Regions from separate parts of the Oryzias latipes genome. Here region 2 is linked to region 1. A link is a contact called in public Hi-C data. All regions are on one chromosome and are shown on one strand. The core of a region is the stretch at or near the end of the contact, and the rest is flanking DNA. Distances in the headings are between cores, read along the strand shown.

Region 1 (4,867 bases), core at 402-2,901:
CCTTGGACTCGTGCAGTTCAATTCACCTGTTACTCCAAGCCCGATGAGGACCACGATCAGGTAGGTGAAGTCTCTCCCAGCATCTTTGACTGAAAGACAAACAGAGCAGAGGCTCTTGAGTGGCCAATGCATAGTGGAAGAGTTTAGATTTATAAGCAAAATTTAACCCAGAGTGAAAATATTCCAGGTTTGATATAAAAGGAAACTGTGTGTCTGTGCAGACGGGTAGCTCTATTAGACTGCGGCTATAAGAGATGACAAGAGGAGGAGGAACTCATCAACATAACGTTAGGTCTGGCCCTCTAGTATGCCCCGAGGTATTATGATGACAAGTCCTAAAGATCTTTAGTTAGTTAGTTTCTGCAGAGCAGCAGTAGTTCAATAGAAATTGACCACTGTGCTGTTGGCGTGGAGCAAGCCTGCTCCACTTCCCATCACCAACCTATTACCCGCTCCCCCTCACACCCCCAACCTAACGTTACCAGAGTTAGTAATTACTTCATTACTTTAAAAATAATGACATAAAAATAGAATAAAGGAGCAAATTCTTGGTCTGGAATATATATATTCCAATGCTGGAATAAATGCAAAATGAAATATATCCATTGATTTGATGAATTAATGCAGAATTTATCTTCAAGATTAATTTGGATTTTCTTTTCTTTTTTCAATAAACCTTGTTCAATTGGATTTGGCATTGCTTATTTCAAGCAACCAAAGCAAAAACAATGCTGAAAACTACACAATCAACATCCATACAAACTAAGATGTATCAAACATAGAATATTTAGTCATTTAATTAAAGATGGCTTGAAAGGGAGTGGAAGGAAGCAAACTTATCAAACTTAACATTTTCTTTACATGAAGTATCCGGTTCATAACTTCTAAGCGGATATTTATACCTTACCAACACAGTTTCAGGTCATTAAGAATCTTTAGGTATCAATAAATCACATGAAAAAGATGAAGTACATAAAGTGAGTGAATGAGGTATAGACTAAAGAGGGCCCAGAACAGAAACCTGAGGAACACCACAGGAAAGGGAGTAGGAGTTATTACTTGCCAAGAAACTTTGAAAGCAGCTTTGGTTGTAAGAAAACAAAATGGGCGGTCCTAAAACAAGATTTTTAGTTTTTTCTAAATAAAATAGTAGCTTTAAACCCCATTTAAAGAGACAAGACAGTAAATATGCGTTTAGTTGCACAAATCTGAAATGGGCATACCTTTCTGAGCAGAGGACACTTTAGGACTCTGGTAGGCAGAAACAGACCTGTGCTTCTCCTCCTTGTTTCTGAGGATAACGTGAACAGAAAAGCGTCTTCGTGTTTGACAGAGACAGCTCAGGGCGGACACAGGAGCCTCTGACCCACGGACGGACAGGCCGGGGATGACCGCTCCTGCTCTGCGTGTGAACAACAGCACGCCAGCCTGCTGCACGGGGAGAAATGTTTTCCCGGAGCTCCGCACACTTTGTTGCACGGCTTTTAAAATGTGCGTGAAAGACATTATTTTATCCGACGGACAATATCTGAAAAAAAGAAAAGAAAACAGCAGCTCATCTACTGAAAATAAGAATCAAATAACAGCGGTCTTTCATGGTAACATGGAATTGCAATGCTGGAAACCGCCATTCAGACCTCTGATTCACTGACCTGCTGGGTCGATCAGACGTCGAGGATTTTCTAAAGATGGCTACTGCCCCCTTCTGTCCCGGATGTCAAACTGCAGCCTTATTTGTGGTCTGGGGCTTTTTTGACCTTACGTCGTATTTCGCTTTATTGATTTATCTTCAAATCGGTTTTTGCGGCAATGCTTGATTTCCATCCTCTTTTTAAAAACCCACACTTCGTTTTACTGATTTTGTTTTCATTATACTGCACAATAACTCCACAATGAAGTTGAAACTGTCCAAAAAAGTCAATTCTGAGTGATAAATGTGGTCTTTTTTCTGCTAAAGATTCAAGATTCAAGAATTCTTGAAAAAAGACCACATTTTTTAGCAGAAAAAATGTGGTCTTTTTTCTGCTAAAACAATGATTAAAAAATTGAGATCAAACAGTTTTTATGTTTTATAACAAAGGTAAAACGTGTTGAGACAAAACAAAGTTATAAATCCAAAAAAACAAAACATGCAACAATTTAGACATACTTAATTAGAAGCAGAGTTTTTTCAACATAAAAATAATTCACTTAAGGTTTCAAACTTATTGACTTGGTACTTAGGATTATGTAAATACTTTAAATAGACCCTTAATTAATACAAGTTTTTTTTTTAATTACAGGTATAATTTATTTTAAAAGGATCCTTTCATGTTGATAAAAAATGAAAGGAAAACAAATTACTGCTCACTACAGCATTACTGGCTAAGGACTTAAATGCACAGCAGACATGAATATGTATTTGCTGAATGGCTGTTTGAGTCAGCACTCCCACAAATTTCAGAAACATCTGATAAATGCATATATTTTCTTTCCTATTTCAATTAAAGTTGCACTTTCCTGAAAGCAAATCCACATGATTGAGATTTTATAACAATGTTATTTAGTGTCTTTGTGATTATCAATTACATTTTTGGGGCTGCTTGAAGTTGATTTATTCCGAAACAATATTCCTGTCTGTTTTTATTCAAATTTTTGTTCAAAATAAGTTTAAAATGTTTGAAAACGTATCTTTAATGTGTTCACTAAATGTTTATCCTGTTCGGCCCACAACCTGGACCCCTGTGCAATTGAGTTTGACACCCTTGTAATACGAGTATATAAAATTCTTACATTTGTGTTGATTTTTGTGTTAATTAAAAATAGGGAACACAAAACGATGTGGTCAATGTGGGTGTGGGGGGGGTTGTAAGTCAGTGTAGAACTGCCACTGAACAAAATATTTCCATTGTCACACCAGCTTCCTTCTTCCTCAGGGGATTGGTCAAATACAAAACTGGTCAATTTGTAATATAATCTATAATAAAGCAAGAATAAATAAATAACAAACACAGATTTTGTTTTAATTTTCTGGCTACTCTTGTTGGGGATCACCACAAAATCCTCCCACGTCGTTTGGCTTCAGTTTTACAGCGGATGGCGTCTTGGACTCAACCCTCTGCCTTTACCCAGACTCGGGACGGGTTTGTGGAAATGCTGAAGAGTGGCCCCATGTTGTCGCATTTGAAACTCAAATAAGAGAAAAACGTTGCCACACAATAAAAGCGGTAAATATTAGTTTATTTAAAAGATTCAGTCCAGCATTTTCCCAATATGTTATCAAATAAATGTCCAAACTGAGTTTTAAAAAATCCTCTGCATCACAAACATTCAGAATAAACTGTTAGTAAAATGCAAAAAAAATAAATAATAAACTAAAAATTAGTTGATCCAATAATTAAAAGCTGTAACATTACCTTTAACTTTTCTAATGACCAGTTTATATAAAACAACACAAGTTTCTATCGTGAAGACATCACGTCAACATAAAAAAATAAAAGCTTTTGTATTTTGACAGATACTTAAAAACAGTTTTCAAACCTGTAAAGATTTTTTTAAGTCTCTTCAAACAAATTTACATTAAAGGTACTGTGTTCTCCCCCAAAAAAGTTAAATTTTCTGAAAGTTGTCTATTTCAAATGATACTTCAAGGTTCTTCCACTCTAGAAAAATCCATATCTTCCATCCAAAGCAAATGCAAACTTTCTGCTAATTGTTTTCCCTCATCTCTGCAATCTACAAGTTACTACGGAAAAAAGTCCTTTAAAGAGGAGTGTGGGAGGGAAACCGATACGTCGCTGTGAAATGTGTCCGGATGCAGAGGAATGGTGCATCTGCAGAAAAAGAACAGCATCGTTAGTGCAGGCCTTCTCCTTGTCCTGCATCTTTGTCCACCGCTGCCCCAGCTGCTTCTGACTGAATTGACCTGGACTTACTTAATTAGTGACGTCTCCGCCTCCGTCTCTGAGCTGGTAGATGAGTTTGCGACTTTGCGTGTGCGCGTTTGTGTGTGTTTGAGAGGGAAGAAACAGACAGAAAAAAATCGATAAGTGCATGTGCAGCTCTGCACAGGTTTCCTTCTGGATTTATTTCTGTGAGAGGTGAACTGTCCAGCAGTGACAGACACAAAGTTAAAGCGATGTGTGCAGAAACAGAAAAAAACCCAACAGTTTATTTAGTAACCACAGAGATGACTGCACATGGATCAGAGGAAACAGTGGATGATGCGTGTTTTTGTGACACTAAAGACACACGTACAGGCGTGTACATGATGAATGCAATTCAAATTATTACAAAAAAGAAATAAAACACATTTAGACACGAGAAAACTCACAAGCACAAGTGTGTTAATGTGTCAAAGAACTGCACTGGCAAAATAAATCCAGAAACATCCTGTTTGGAAAAATGTTTGCATCAATTTCTGACTAAATATTATCTGATCTTTATCCAGTACTAATAAACAAAGAAACCTAAATTATTACAACTAATTAAGAATTTTAGGTATTTTTTGAATAATTTCTCACAGTCCAAGGTAGATAAAATAAAATAAAAACCTCTTCTCAACTGCTTCCCAAAGGCCACATGCAGAAAAGAGTCTTAATATGGAGGCCTTTAAGCTCTAAGTTGGTATTTCTGACTAAATGCGCTACTTTTTTAATTTTTATAAAGGAATTAGCCAAAAAAACTTCAAGATTTGGAAATGGATGAGAAAAAATACACATTTTTTCAAGGAATAAAGGCACTGCACATGAAACTCGCAACCCTCACAGTCGGCTTCCAAACACCTTTCAGCCAATCGGAGAATACGGAACTTTAAATATAAAAATACTATGTTAGTATTTGGACAAAACTTATGACTTTCAGGAGATGCAAATGCAACAAACTGTGA
Region 2 (5,035 bases), core at 305-2,804, 360 kb after region 1:
TCCAAAAACACAGAGATGTGTGAAAACACCTGAGGCAGGTCACGATAAGTAATATTTATTCCGTTTTGTTTGCTCGATCAATATTTATTTTTATTTTTTATGTTTCAAAGGAAGGAATATCCCATTTGGTTGATGGCGATGCCCACTGCTAAAAGACATGGCAGTTCAAGTTTGCATGGCATACTCTGATTCACTGTTCATGCTGCATTGAAAATCCATTGCTTTTACATGTTTTCTTCCTTTTTAGGATGTCCCAGAAAAGAAAATTCACATTAGCATTTAGTTGATGTAAAATTATGCATTGGAAAGAATCAGTAGGAGAGATCATATTCCTTACATTTATGTCTTTTGAGGTGCTTTGTTAAATGCAAAAACCAATGCAAAATCCCTCTTTTCAAATGAAGTCATTGATGGCCAAAGTCCTTTGTTTTTTCCATTCCGTGTGAAGGAAAGACAGAACACAAGTCCTGCTTGAATTAATTGTACAAATTCAAATTTTTTAAAACAACGGTGCAACACAGGACAATCTCATTTAGTAGTGGATTTGTAATGATTATTGGGTTAAAATGGTCTGTATATATGTTAATGTTGGACTATAAATGATTTAGAGGAACAATCCCAGATTTTAATCGTCAGGTGATATTAAAAACACTTCAGGGGAGCGCTTTAGGTTAACGCAACATGTCAGTAATAAGATTGAGTCTTATAGAAAAAGCAACCCACATGCAGAGCATCATTAGAAAGAGAGGTTCACTGCTCTGTGAAAAAGAAAGACATGGTTTTGAAGAATCTCTCAAAGTATATTTTGCAAACAACATTGGTTGTTTTTGATGCTATAGATTAGAAATCCTTAAACCCTTCTGAAAACTTGTGAAAGGAATTAGCAAATTCTAACGAAAGCAAAACATAGGCTATGTAGGCTACACACAAGGACAAGATGACACTTTGTCTTTCCCACTCTCCTGAAGAAGTGCTCAGATAAAGTGGATGGCTGTTGTGTTCTAGATTTTTTGGAAATCAGAGGTGATCTGCACTCAAAAACAAAACATGTTTCAGATTGCTGTGGTACTTTAAGTCAAGAGCAAAACCTGTAACCAAAATGAAACAAACAAAAAAAGAAGAATAAACATGTTTTGTTTTTTTTAAAGAGGAAACACTCTGAGTACTTCAGGAACAAACTCCATAGACTAAGATGCTTAAACATAGTTTAAAAAAAATGTAATACATTGGTAAATGTTGACTTTGTACTATCTTTACTGCTGTAAAAGAAACAAAGCAACACAAAACAAAGAAAAAATAAGCAACTATTAAAGTGTTGTTTTAAAACTGATTTTATTAGATATTGGATAAATAATTGAGCTTTTTGTCATTAAAATAAGATATTTAATTTAAGAGTTTATTTATTTAAAACATAAAACAAAATAATAACAAAAAATAATAATTAGTGTAGGTTATTCATTGAGTCCTGAGTGTTTTAGATATCCCACACAATTTTGTTTCTTGAACGCACCCTGGTCTGACTTCCACAGGAAGTGGAATGACGTAGGCGGGACTGTTGAAAACAAACCCGGGCTGCCGCTGTTGACATGACGCCTGAGCACTTTGTAGTTAAATAAGCAGAGGTTCTATCTTTGGGTTTTGTGCACGAGCTTGTTATTTAGGACTGCAGTGGCCATGGAGTTATCTTCCCTGATTAAAAAAATTGGTAAGCTCTCCGCCTAGCTTAGTGATACGAAGCTGACTGTTAAAACTTGCAAAATACTTCACATGCTAGCCAGCATTAGCTAAGTCAAATATTTGTCGGTTCCCGTCGTTTATTTATAAGATAAGTAAGAATAAATCACCAAAGCTAATAATATTTACGAATTTTGTATTTGTTGTGGGTTATTATTCGCTAACTTTACTGAAAAGTTTCAAATGAGTTCAATGATGTGTGTTTTATTTTTTGTTAATCCCAGGTCACTCACTGGTAGAAATAAGAGTTAGAGCTCTGAAGAACATCCTGTGTAAACTGGACCATTCTTTGATTTCTGTAAATGACATCGTCCAAGAAAAGATGCTGTTTGTGTATCTTCTGGAGTGGTTCAACTTTCCAGAGGTGCCAATGAAGGAAGAAGTGCTTGGGCTGCTTTTAACTTTATCAAGGGTAAATACGAGTACATTACTTTTATTTTTGTTTGAAATTATCTATAAATCTGTACACACTCTGTTTTTACACCTTTACTTTGCATTTTATGAGTATTTATTTATCTTCAAAGCATCCCAGTGCAGCCCAGATGCTGAGAGACGTTGGGGCGGTAGACTTTCTCACTTCGCTATCTCCTAATCTGGAGCCCAGACTGCGAACTGTCATCGATGGAACCCTGGACCAGCTGTTTCAGCTTCCTGAGCTGCTCCCCAGTCATTCAGCTGTCTACTCACATGGAGCTCACTGTACAACTCCAACAGGTGCTGCAAGTTAAACCCAACATTTTTCTCTGTTGAGAATCTGTCATTTCACATTCTTGCAGATAAGCAGGGTGTCCTCCTATTGTTCTACACTCCAGCATCATATCATATGTAGTATATAAGTAAGATTTCCATAGCTGTTCTTCCCTCTGTTTGATGAACAGTTGTCTCAGCAGATGAAAACATACCCACAACAGGTTATTTTCACAAAGGCAAGCCCAGCAACATAGAAGTGCCACCCAAGAAGATAGCAGGTGACGGTTGTTTTCACTTTAATTGAAGGTGAAGCTTTTCTACACGGGAACTCGCGCTTTATATTCTCTTTCTTTCTTTTGTGCAGTAAATGAATCAGTGAGATGTCTGAAGTTCTCGGTGTTTCCTTGGCTGGCACTGACAAACACAGACAGGCACATACTTTCGTCTAACGAGAGGTGTGAAAACGCACCGTTTTTCTCTTTTTTTCTCTCATTTATAATAAACTTTTGTCAAACTACAACTTTATCCTTTCAAAAAATATGAAAAAAGTATTAATTTGTAAAGAATAGTTAAGCATAATGGCAAAGTTAGTCTTTGACAAAAGGGATTTTATTGTGCAATACTCTATAAAAAAAAAACCATTTGTTTTTGGAGGCTTTTAGGCGAAATCTTCACGTGATCTTAACTGCTTCCATTCTTTTTCCACAGCTCTCTGGGGAGCACTAATCCTAACTTGGTGCGAACCACATGTGAACTTCTGTGTGATGTTATTATGCAGGACTTTCCTGCAGAGATTTTCCTTCAAAGACCTGGAATTGTGAAGGTATTATTGCATTACTATTTCATTTAAATGATTGTAGTTGTAATGGGAAATTGTAAAAATGTCCTACTTTGAATTTGTCTTTGATTAATACCAAAGAAAAATCTATAAACTGCATTTTGTGTTGACATAAAGCAGTTTTAAGAAAGAAAGAAAAGACCTTTGGCTGCCTAATGTTTTTATTTTTATAACTTCACCTCAAAGCAGTAAACCCCATTTTTAGCAGCTTGGAAAATCAACTTCTAATGGATTTATTGAAGGTTTACTCTAATTTAGTTGTTGTCAAAAACTGTCCTTGATGAAAACATTCATTTATGAATGTCCCAGATTGTGAAGAGGGTTGCTCTGTAAAGGTTTGCATTACCTGAACAGACAGCCGTGAGACCAATCATGCTGCAGCTTTTTCTGATGTTGAAATTCTTTCACAAAACATTTTCTCTACTCCACTTTTATTGCTTTTGTTTAGAGGAATTTAAATAACCAATGTCTACAGCTCTGAAAGCCCCACTCTGATCATCTTTTGATCTATTTTCAAAGCAGTCCCAGTGATCTTTAAATTATGATTGTGCCATTTTAGCCTAAATTAGAATCAATTTCTAGGAAGTAGTTTCTGCAGAGCGGCAGTAGCTCATTAGAAATTCACTTTGATGAGTTGTGGGCGGGACTGTTTGTGCAGAGTAAGCCCACCCCCCTTCCCATCATCCATCTGTTTATATGGTCTGCCACTAGCTTGCCTGACATTAGTGGTGCAACGAAAATGGCGAGGTTCAAACTCTACAGCTTTCAGCTGTAGAGTTTGAACCAGATGCCAACTTGGATTAGGAAAACAAAGACGGACATGGATGTAGTCCTCTACAAGTGGATGCATAGGAATAGAGTGGAGCAGGGAGCTTGTGGCCTGCCGACGGTAGCTTCTACATCACAACAACAAAGTTTTTTCAGAAGCCTTTTTTTCTTTTACTGATTAGTAAAGATTTGAGTAAAGAAAAAATACTCAGAAATGTAATTTTTGTAATATATGTCCTCCATTATCAGAAAAAAATGCTTCAAGAATATGTTTAAAAAAAACACCCAAAAACATAATTCTTAAACTTTAATCAGCTCAGACTACGAGTTCCTTATGCCCACAACTTAAGTGTCTTGATGCAATATATGTGTCTAATTTGACATCATTCTGGCTTCCTTTGTGGTACATCATTCATGAATTATTATTTTTTTTATCTTGAGTTTGAGCTTAAACAATTTTCAGACAGAATTATAATCCACTCAATATTTGTCACAAAAAAAAAATTGCAACTTAAAGAAGGTGTATTCTATAAGTTCAGATTTGTTCTCTAATTTTTATAGTTTATGTAAAGATTTTTTGGGGTTTGTTGAACCCAGCTTGTGGATATTGCAGCATCGCTGACTTCCCCCTTCTGTTGTCAGAACCTTTTGTCTCTTCTGCGGCTGAGTTCGTGTAAAGGTGAGGTGAACTACCTTCGCTCGCCTGCTCTTTCCTGCCTGCGGCAGCTTTGCGTGGGGCTGAGGAGGAGACTGCGTTTTCACCAAGATCCCGGCTTCTGCTCTGCAAAGCAAGGTAACATGCCTTATTAATTCTTATGAATATGCCTATTAAATGCGATTTTAAACATTGATCGCTGCGGTGTCAGCGATATTCATTAATTATTCTACACGCCTCAATCTTCACATATTTCTTTAATCAAGTTCTTTAAGTTCATTCGTGTAAACCATGTTTTTATTCCAGACATTTAACAAGACGTTAACCGGTTTATTAAAAAAACGTGTTTA

Evidence for each region. Hi-C and Micro-C count contacts between places; a contact is called where the count stands out from the background.
Region 2: a Hi-C map of embryo shows a contact between it and region 1, with 2.7 times the contacts expected there. The contact joins the promoter of rttn here to the promoter of timm21 in region 1. A contact is called at or near these places in 3 of 5 Hi-C or Micro-C datasets (embryo and fibroblasts).

What each region holds. Positions count from the first base shown.
Region 1 is chr20:15,519,431-15,524,297 of ASM223467v1, forward strand. It overlaps timm21 (mitochondrial import inner membrane translocase subunit Tim21), which reads right to left and starts at 1,652. Exons shown (of 7, transcript XM_023949957.1): 1 at 1,638-1,652; 2 at 1,224-1,528; 3 at 27-89. The coding sequence starts at 1,506. neto1 (neuropilin and tolloid-like protein 1) reads right to left here. Exons shown (of 14, transcript XM_023949953.1): 13 at 3,915-4,867; 14 at 3,199-3,812.
Region 2 is chr20:15,877,114-15,882,148 of ASM223467v1, forward strand. rttn (rotatin) reads left to right here and starts at 1,555. Exons shown (of 49, transcript XM_011488870.3): 1 at 1,555-1,705; 2 at 1,959-2,146; 3 at 2,259-2,448; 4 at 2,625-2,702; 5 at 2,789-2,879; 6 at 3,133-3,247; 7 at 4,673-4,823. The coding sequence starts at 1,675.